Linked DNA regions of Gasterosteus aculeatus: region 2 is linked to region 1. The links are chromatin contacts, called in public Hi-C maps. All regions are on one chromosome and are shown on one strand. Each heading gives the region's core, a stretch centred on a gene start, on an enhancer-like site or on the middle of the called end of the contact. The rest is flanking DNA. Distances are from core to core; before and after follow the strand shown. Region 1 overlaps kifap3a (kinesin-associated protein 3a). Region 2 holds the start of gorab (golgin, rab6-interacting).

Region 1 (4,635 bases), core at 1,046-3,545:
AGTACAACGTTATTTAACTATTTTGAATGCATAACGTGTGTGTGTTTTCCTCCCCTGAGCAATAGAGCTCCATTATAAACACATCAATGAGTCACGATGTTGTACTCTGTTAAACGCTCCTTCACCACGATGAATACACACTAGTTTATTTGACTGAATCACACGTGAAACATTGTGATGCCACAAGTACTCCGAGAAAAACATGTGGATTAATCTGCTACTGAAAATATTTCCCGAAAATGCATTTAATTCTGTCTGATATCTTTCCATGTATTTTCTTTTTGCCTGATGTTGGGTTTATGAACGCTCACATTACACGGGTTATATTCACAAAAGAAACATTCGGTTGTGTCAAACCTGACGGTAAAACCAGAAAAACGCACTTCAGTGTTAAATTGACATCTTAGTGACAAAACAGTGTCATACAGTTAATCACAAAACACACAAATTAAGCTTCCGTTCACAGCATGGGTTCTTAAAATATTCAAATATTCACAAAATGTGAATAAAAGTTCAAAACTCCAAACCAACCTTCATATGTTTTTGTTTTAAGTGCATTCTGTTTATATAATATAACATGACACATGTGACCGACGGTTGTGAGGATAATTCTTTCACGGTGACGACTTGCTAAGCGATGCGTGCAGGGAAGAGGCGAGTTGAAGCTGCGCCTCCACGCTCAACACGCAGCTGTAGTGGAGCACACTGGGTGCAGTGGTGCTGTGTGTGAGAGGCTCCAGGTTCACCGGGAGGCCGTGTTGTAGTCGTAGAAAAACTCCTCACCGGGACGGAAGCCGTAGGCGTTGAGCGGTCGATCTACCGGGGCGAACTGCTCCGACAGACTGAAAGGACAAGCGGAGGAATAAATGAATACAATTCAATACGTGACCCCTCAAAATATAAAACAAGTCTTTCACATGGTTATGACTGAAACGGAGACAATTGTGACGACGAAAAGCAGCAGCAGCGAAGTTGGACACAAGCAGGAAAGGGTTCAAAGCGCGGCCTGCTTCCACGTCTCCGTTGGTGGGACCATTCGGTGGAGGTCAGAGGCTGTCAGCTGATCAAAGAACATGATGCAGCACTGATCCTTTCGAGAAGTGAGCACCAACGGCCAAGATAGCAAGTCAATTTAAACGCAGAAAGCAACTGGGAATTTTGTGACATAATTGAGTAGTTTCACTTACTTAAATATCCCTCAAATTTGTATTTCAATTATTTGTTTTTTTGTGTGTATTTTCTACAATAGTGAGCTCACAGTTTGCCTGTGCCTGTTTCAACATGAAAAAAAGCCCCCTCCAGAACAGGAACGTCAACTGCGAGGTTCAGAGACTCCAACCAGGTCACTCGTGCTCCTGAACGGGAGCGTAGAAAGCACCTGCACCACCACCAGGTGGAGCTCTGACACCGGACATCCCTGTGGAGCCTCCCCCCACACTTCCCCGGGGCTGGACCCATCAGTCATGGTGAAGAAAAAGAAAAACCTCACAAAAGTTAATGTAGTATTCATCTGCCTGGTGCAGGTGCTGGACGTCCACCCAACGAGTGTGTGAGTTACAGGCAGCTAATGGCCGGAGGGGTAAACAGCGGAGCAGCCAAGCCGTAAAAACCCAAAACAACCCGGAAAGATGTCAAAACACGGCGGCGTGACGGAGGCCGAAGGCTGACGGCCAAACCTGGAGGACCTGGCCGCCCTGTGCCTGGCAACGGGAGGCCTGTAGAGGGGGGTGATAAAAGGCACCGTATCTGCACCGTGCAAATGGGTTACCGCGGCGATGCGGAGGGCGGGGGTCCAGTTTGACGCCCCATCTTCTGACATCTTCTGACTTTTGGGTTTGTGTCTGGTGGCGGCGGCGGGGCTCGGGGTCAACTGCAACGGCCCCCTTGCCACCTCGGCAGGATGCGGCGGTGGATGGGCGAAACCGGGGCCCCGACGGACGACAACCACGTCCCCCCCCCCGTCTCTCCCTCTCCTCGCCGCTCCTCCCTCGCCTGTCTAAAATACGAGCGGTTTGCTTTGCCCCTGCAAGCGCCTATAATGACGTGTTGTTTTTAGCCAAATCACTTCCAGCGATCAGTTACACAGCTTGCAGCATATCCACCACCCCCTCCTCCACCTCCTCTCCATTTTAACTTCGCCCCCTGCTGCCCCTTACTCCCCCTCCCACCCCCCTCCTCCAACCACCATCTCTCTGGGCAGAAATATGTCTTTTTCCTCTCCGCACGCTACGGCTGTCAGGGGGGATTTGAGCGCGCGGCTAAAAGAGGCCGGAGGAACAGTGGAGCTCTGAGTCACAGCATCCGCCCGCCCGCCTGCACGTCTGCCTGTTTCTATGGCTGACTGGCTGGCTGGCTGCTCACGACTCGTATCCTGAAGTTCAGACTGGAAAGCTTTGATGGTTCACAGAATAGTAACTGTGAGCATTTAGATTATGGGCTGATCAGAAAAGGTTTAAAAGTTTTTAACCTAAACCGTGAAGGCTATTAAATTCATTTTATACATAGAATTCAATTAGAAGATTTGGGTATTTATGGCCAAACCGACTTCTTAATATCTCTTGTGCCATGCTGAGTGTGCAGGTTCCAACCAGGTGAAACACATTGCGACTAGATTGTCTTAGTTTAATATTTCAGGCAGATTAAAGAAAGGCCTACTGAACATATTTATGTGCAATTTAAGTTTGTTCTTCACACTTCTGTCAGATCTATCTAGAGACCCTTAAAAGGGGGTTTGACAGACAGCTGACAAATCATCAACTGTCTGATTCAACTTCAAATGCAAACATTGACTCAAGACTGCCAATAAATTACAGGGATGTGTAATAAAATGTTGTGTTTTCCTTTGCAAAATGTAGATTAACATTTAATTTCGGAGATTGTGAAGAAGTTGAAGCTAGCAGTTACAAGCGCTAATGATTGACTAGATTGTTTCAAGATTAGTGATGAAACCAGAAACTGCCATTTTGACCTGAGCGGCACTCCGAAGGAGAACCATGAAATAATACTATGAAAACTGAACCATTAAATATGGTGTAACTTTTTCTACAGACCCACTGGCTCTAATGTCGATCTGGAGTCAAATCGTACTCCGGCGTCAACGGAAAAGCTCCCGTCGCAGGCAGAAGTTCAAAAACACTGTGACTGAGGAAATGTAATTCATCCCACCGGGTAAGTGATGCTTTTTAATCACGCTTTGATTTTCTTTTTCGAGCCCTGTGGTTCTGGACGCCATGAATGACGGCCGACACAGCTGCTGATATTCCTCATTATGATACATGCAAATCAACCTGTCTGTCCCCCGCAATTCACTTCACGTGTGTCAGTGTGTGTCGAGACACGTCGGCCAAATGAGGCGGGCGGTTGGGGGTCGCTGAGACAAAGGGGCCCCGGTGTTTCCACAAATGCCAGTTTGGCCCCAGAGGAGCGGCTGCAGGAGTCGGCGGGGACACGTCCCATCCCGCAGAGGACATTCCTTGGTGGCGAACAGGAAAAGGGAATCAGGCCTTTTTCCTCCTTTGGCGTGACCTCCACCCCACGTCCCGAACCCCCCCCCCCCCCCACACACCACTATGTCTGTCTACTGCAAGGCCCCCGCTTTGATCTCACCCTGCTGCCACTGCTCAGGTTACTGCTAACCAACACGCGGGTAAGTAACCAGGCCTCGCGTCCTCCACCTCCGTCCTCCCTGCCAATCTCAACGTCTCACCGGATCGCGGTGCCGCTCCGCTTCTCCTTCCCCTTCGTATATTTTGCACCTTGCTACTTTCCTTCGGCGCCCCGTCACATCCTAATAGCCTCTCCGGGCTCTCAGTGATCCTCCCGTTGGCTTGTTTACTGGTGCACACTAGTACTAGTACTAGTACTAGTACTGTGTTCCACCACTCTTCTCAATTTAAACTGTACATTTGTCCTCAAAGTGTGTGATTTAAAAATGGAATCAGAGCTGACTAATAATATTCAACTGAAAGATCGTTGGGCTGATGTCTCTGTGTCTCTTCATTTAATGCTTTGTCTAAATGATCAACTGTCCAGAAAATATTTATGAAAAATAAAACATCTAGAATTCTAACAAACTCCACTGGAACTAAATTAGCATAAATAAACATTTATAATACGACTGAATGTATATAATCATATATACTAAAGTCTCATAAACATAAAATGGAGTAGTGTGCTACTAGTATTATGGATATTAAATACATTTTAAAGTTAAAGTTAAAAAATCTGCTTACGAAGGATGAAGAAATGTGAATGTGAAGGACTGAGCAGCACCCTGTTCTAACTACTGACTCCTCTTCACGTATCGGTGAGATGGATGGATCCCTTTGCTCAGAATTGAACAATTAGTTTTGAGGACTTCATTTAAAAAATGTTATATTTGCTTTGGAAGAATCTAAACTAGAGTTTCTTCACATATCACACATACTTTCCATTGATGTGAAGTCAGCTGATAATAAAGTTCATTGTATATAGTTCATTCTAAAATATTCATGCAAATAACAGTGATTGTACAGAACTACGTCCATTTATAAAAAGGCCCCATTCACACCATGTTTCACACGTAGCTTAAAATAGGCGGCTTGGATTATTATGTTAACCTGGATCACTCCAGAGTACAGCGGACAAATTAAAACA
Region 2 (4,635 bases), core at 1,512-4,011, 55 kb after region 1:
TTTCTTCCTCTTTTTCACTTGCAGTACTTGGTTCATGTTGTTCTACTCCTGCCTCCTTCTTTCTGTCTGAATGTCTGTCTCATCTAACTGTTTATATTTTCTGTCTCAATACAAACCGACAGGCCGACTCCGGGCCGACTCCCTGTCGGCTGTCGAGGCCGACAGGGAGGAACCGTAACCTTATCAACACCAATGATTGTTGCAGCTTGAGTTACAGTAGTCCCGGGATTTTAAGATTACCACAACCAAGTATTAACCACTCTCTTCCTGAGATCACCGGGATATCTGGAAAACAACAGAATATATTAAAAAACGTTAAATGACATAATATGTTATCATTACTTATTTGGTACAACAATCAATCCAATCCAAGAACTCGGTAGGATATTTTTGGGGGGGGGGGGCGTGTTACAGAGGACAAGTGAGGGACAGACGCTGAGGGTGAAGAGAGTTTAGAGATAAAGGGAAACAGCGTGCATGATGTCAGGCCGGCGCTGCAAACTGGCTGCAGATGGCGGGACGAGAGGTCATGAATGGAAATTAAGGAACAAATTCAGAGCAGCAGCCGAGGGGGAGAGGAGGTGCTCTGACGGAGGCGGGGGTCATCGTTGACCCTGCACACAGACTTTTTTTTTTTTAAACGGCAATTAGAGCTTCCTCCAGCTTCCATCTCGGAGCCACGGCGACGGCCTGACCCCTAATCATCCTCAATTTGGTTTGGGCTCCGTTGCATGTCTCCTCAGATTGGCTGTTTATTTTTCACAGCACTTCCTGTTTGATTGAGCACCGCTGGCTTGAGGGGTTCACTGAGTGTGTGGGGGAGATGCAACGGTGATGTGCACGCTTACTGCTCGCGTTAAATCATCCACCGCCACGAGCAGTCAAACCTCAGAGAGATACATCTCCCTCTTTCCACGGAAAAGAGTCAAATGTCAATTCATGCATTTTGCATCAAGTGATGTCCACTTCCTGTGCAGAGAGGGTGGACATTTTCGGATTCTGGACAACAGATCTGACACGCTGAACTTCTGAACTGTGCGCAGTCCTCGCGGTATCCTCCTTCTCTCCGATCAGCTCCACCCATTCCTACAGGGGGATTTGTACATTTCTTCCAACCCCACCTCTCCCTGATGTCCCTCTGCAGGTCAACCCAGTAATGAGGCATGTGGTCCCCTCTGGCGCTCCCTAATCAGGGACCCAAGGCCGTCCGCCCTGGGCCTGATGGCGCGGCAGCAGAACAGGCTCTGAACCCAGAGTGGTCGTCTCCTTCCCATCTGGCCTCCATGCCAGGCCCTGTCTCCCCTCTGCCAGCGATTTATGCCCTCCTGAGGTGTTGCGCCTTTTAACTTGCACATAATTGGCCCCCAGATGCAAAACAACTACGAGGGGGCCCGTTTTTATTAGTTGTCAAGCAGAGGTCATTGTTTTTCCATCGCTCCGGCTCCTCAGTGCTGCCAAGGTCAAAGAGACACATGCTGTGTCTATACCTTGACCAATTATTGAAAGGGAGGAGGAGTCTGCATGAACTCAATTATAAAATGACGCAATGATGAAATATAGAGCGGAATCAAGTCAGCGTGTGTGACAGCGCTAAATGAAGCGATAAGTGATTTCCCGTGCCGCGTTTTCTGTCAATAGACTCGACCCAGACAACTGAGTCACCACGCAATCGCCTATTTATAGATGATATTCACTTGGAAAGCACATAACATGACAGGAATAAGGATCGGTTTAAAATGTAGACACCCTTGTAACCTTGACAAGTGATATGTTATAACTGACAACAGCACAGTGGGAAACCATGTAGCGCTCACACAACAGAGGTGATACGGCAAAAATATTCACGGTATTTAGGAACCTTTTTTGACAGCCTTAATGGGAAATTGTGCTGTTTCGCTGGTCTTGACATACAATCAACGTGTGTCAAGAAATTACAACGGTTATCAATCGAGGCACATAGTGTCTCCTCTTCCTCATTCTAAGCATATTGCTCTCCAGATTTTCCTTTTTTTGACACCAAGTCAACACATTTAAGTCAACAAAAACATTGTAAATCGTCCTCCTCTGTTAAAACTGTGCTCCAGATAAACTTGTCTTTTTGGTGTACGGTAAGTCTGAGTTTGCTGGGTCAAAGCTTAATTTATTAGTTATTAACTATAAATTTGTATTTTAGTAAAAAGCCTGTTCACAAATGGGAGCACATCAAATAGGCCACAGTCCACTTTCCGGTACAACCACTTAAATCGCATGCTGCTTTCACATGAAACAGTTCTTTAGTTAACCTTTCACCCCTTTAACATGCTTGGTCCCTATGCAGTCTGTGACGGTTCAGTTCTGTCCCACTGTAAAATCATCAAGTGTTTTAGGACTCTCTCATAGACATTTTGAAACATTTCAATTAGTCATTAAAGCTGTTTTGATGGGAAAGAAGCAAATTCTTTTGAGTTTAGGTTTTAGGAAAATTTAGGTTTATAAAAGATGAATATATATCCACAATGAAACATAATAATATTTGACTATGTCATAGCAACTTGATAGTTGTTCACTCCCATTTGTATTTATTAATTTATTTAATAGTTTTGTTGCGCTGGTATGAGGTACGCTAATGAAATGCCTTCTGCATTCTACATTTTTGCAAATAAGATGCATCAATAATTTCATTAATGAAAATTCGCTATAAACTAACTACAATTTTCAGAGATTAAATGTGTATTTATTTATATGTCCCGTTCGCGTGCAGTGGGATTTTTATTCAGGCAATATCTGGGACAACTTCAGTGGGCTTTTAGGGGTCCTTGACGTGGCATCAATAAACAAAAATGGCGACGGTTGGTTGGAGCTTCATAGAGTTTATCATATTTAGTAGTTTAGAATGATTATCTTAAGTCAATAGGACCATACATTTTATATATGCATAATTACTGCTGTTTTTTTGACGCCGTGTGGTTGTGAGGCTCGAAAAATGAGCGGCTGGGCCGGTTTTTCTGAGGAGGAACTTCGGAAGATGCAGCAGCAAGGTAACTTCTCATCCTGCCAATGCTAACCGGGCAGGTTCACGTCTCTCTGCCCCAGTTGTAGACTTATTTTTGAACAAACTTAACGTTAAGTCTGACAAATATTCTGTATAAAGCGTTTTACCGCATGCATTATCAGGCTCAGCAATGCCCGCAGCAGCAGCAGCCCGCGGGCGGAAACCGGTTCCAGCCAACCGGAGTCGGCAGCAGTTACAGCGGGAGAGGGCCCTTCAGGTGGCCGCTCAAAGAAACGCCGGCGCCGCCTCTCTTTGCCTCCCACCGGAGCAGCAGCTCGCCAAACCCCCGCCGCCGCCGCCGCCAGCGAAGGACGATTCCGAGCTTCAGCCCACCGCCCCTCCAGCAGCGGCTGACCGACACACACCCACCGACGTAAGGCCTGCTCCGGCGGAGGAGAGCGCGGGCGTCAAAGAGCTGGAGATACCAGAGGTGGCACTGTTAGTATATCTTTTTTTCTATTTCTGCGATTTCATTGTCTGTAACGCATGTCTGCTGTGCGTTGTCACCACTGTTGTTAAGGGCTGTGACCTGTGTTGTGTCTTTATTCGAGCTCTTCTCTTCCTCTCTGTCATTGCGCCGCTTCGATGTTCAGCTTTTGACCCATTTGGGAACGTAGGGTCTGTAAATATGCGATTTGGTTTCATGTTGTTGCCTGTGCAAACAATAAAAATAAAGTCATCGTCCCTCAGCCGTGACCAACGAAGGTGACAGGTGGGAGAGAAATAGGATGGGATGTTACCCAATTTAATCAGCAATCACATGAGTGATGAGCCAACACCAAAGTAGGGATTTAACTAAATATAAGTCACTATTATTACTAACGCACGGTTAAGATGATACTGATGCTTGGATCTTTTATAATCCATTTATTATTATATAAGAATGTTGTGCGTCACAGATTTATCAATATCGTATGGTATACTGTATAATATAGTATCATATTACATCTTGTCTTCACATGGTGAATGTTATTCGTCATATTTTTTTATTTTGGTCCACCTGCTTTTGAAAGTACATATTTATTTTTAATGAATCTCCAGCATTAGACCCGAAACTCTTTCCATAGCGTGGATTTTTCCAAGCATCATTGTCTGTTAAATTGTCTTTGTGTTTGACCGCAGACGGGAAAAGACGCGCCTGGAGCAACTTCAGCAGGAGCAAAAGACAATGGAAGAGAGGAATAAACGCAAAAAGGCTCTGCTCACCAAGACGATCGCAGAGAAGTAAGCGTGGCTGTCTTGGAGCTGTAGTGAGCAACGTGATGTTGTGAAAGTAAAACCGATACCGGTGCTGAGGGATAAAATTTGCCTCAAGGGTTTGTTCTTGTCCACAGGTCCAAACAGACTCAGGCGGAGGCCGTGAAGCTGAAGAGGATCCAGAAGGAGCTCCAGGCCCTCGATGACATGGTGTCCAATGATATCGGCATCCTGAGAGTGAAGATCGAACAAGCCAGCTGGGACTACTCTGCTGCCAGGTAGAGAGGCGACACAAATCAAAGTGTACACGGCTGCACATAGACCAAAATATACGTGGAGTATTCACTTCCATTAGCCATGTAATCTTTTTAGGAGTATTTTCTTTTTTAAATTAGGAAAAAAATGAA

What was found. Hi-C and Micro-C count contacts between places; a contact is called where the count stands out from the background.
Region 2: a contact with region 1 is called in a Hi-C map of skeletal muscle, with 2.9 times the contacts expected there. The contact joins the promoter of gorab here to the enhancer-like site in region 1. A contact is called at or near these places in 2 of 6 Hi-C or Micro-C datasets (skeletal muscle and whole body).

Annotation. Positions count from the first base shown.
Region 1 is chr8:6,645,431-6,650,065 of fGasAcu3.hap1.1, forward strand. It overlaps kifap3a (kinesin-associated protein 3a), which reads right to left. Exons shown (of 20, transcript XM_078107905.1): 20 at 1-842. The coding sequence ends at 743. Among protein-coding and RNA genes, the nearest start is that of ntmt2, 21 kb to the right of the region's middle. Within about 2 kb of position 2,296, at least 1 of the 9 cell types and tissues checked has open chromatin away from gene starts, as enhancers often do.
Region 2 is chr8:6,699,657-6,704,291 of fGasAcu3.hap1.1, forward strand. gorab (golgin, rab6-interacting) reads left to right here and starts at 2,762. Exons shown (of 5, transcript XM_040185050.2): 1 at 2,762-3,017; 2 at 3,154-3,469; 3 at 4,154-4,255; 4 at 4,366-4,506. The coding sequence starts at 2,963.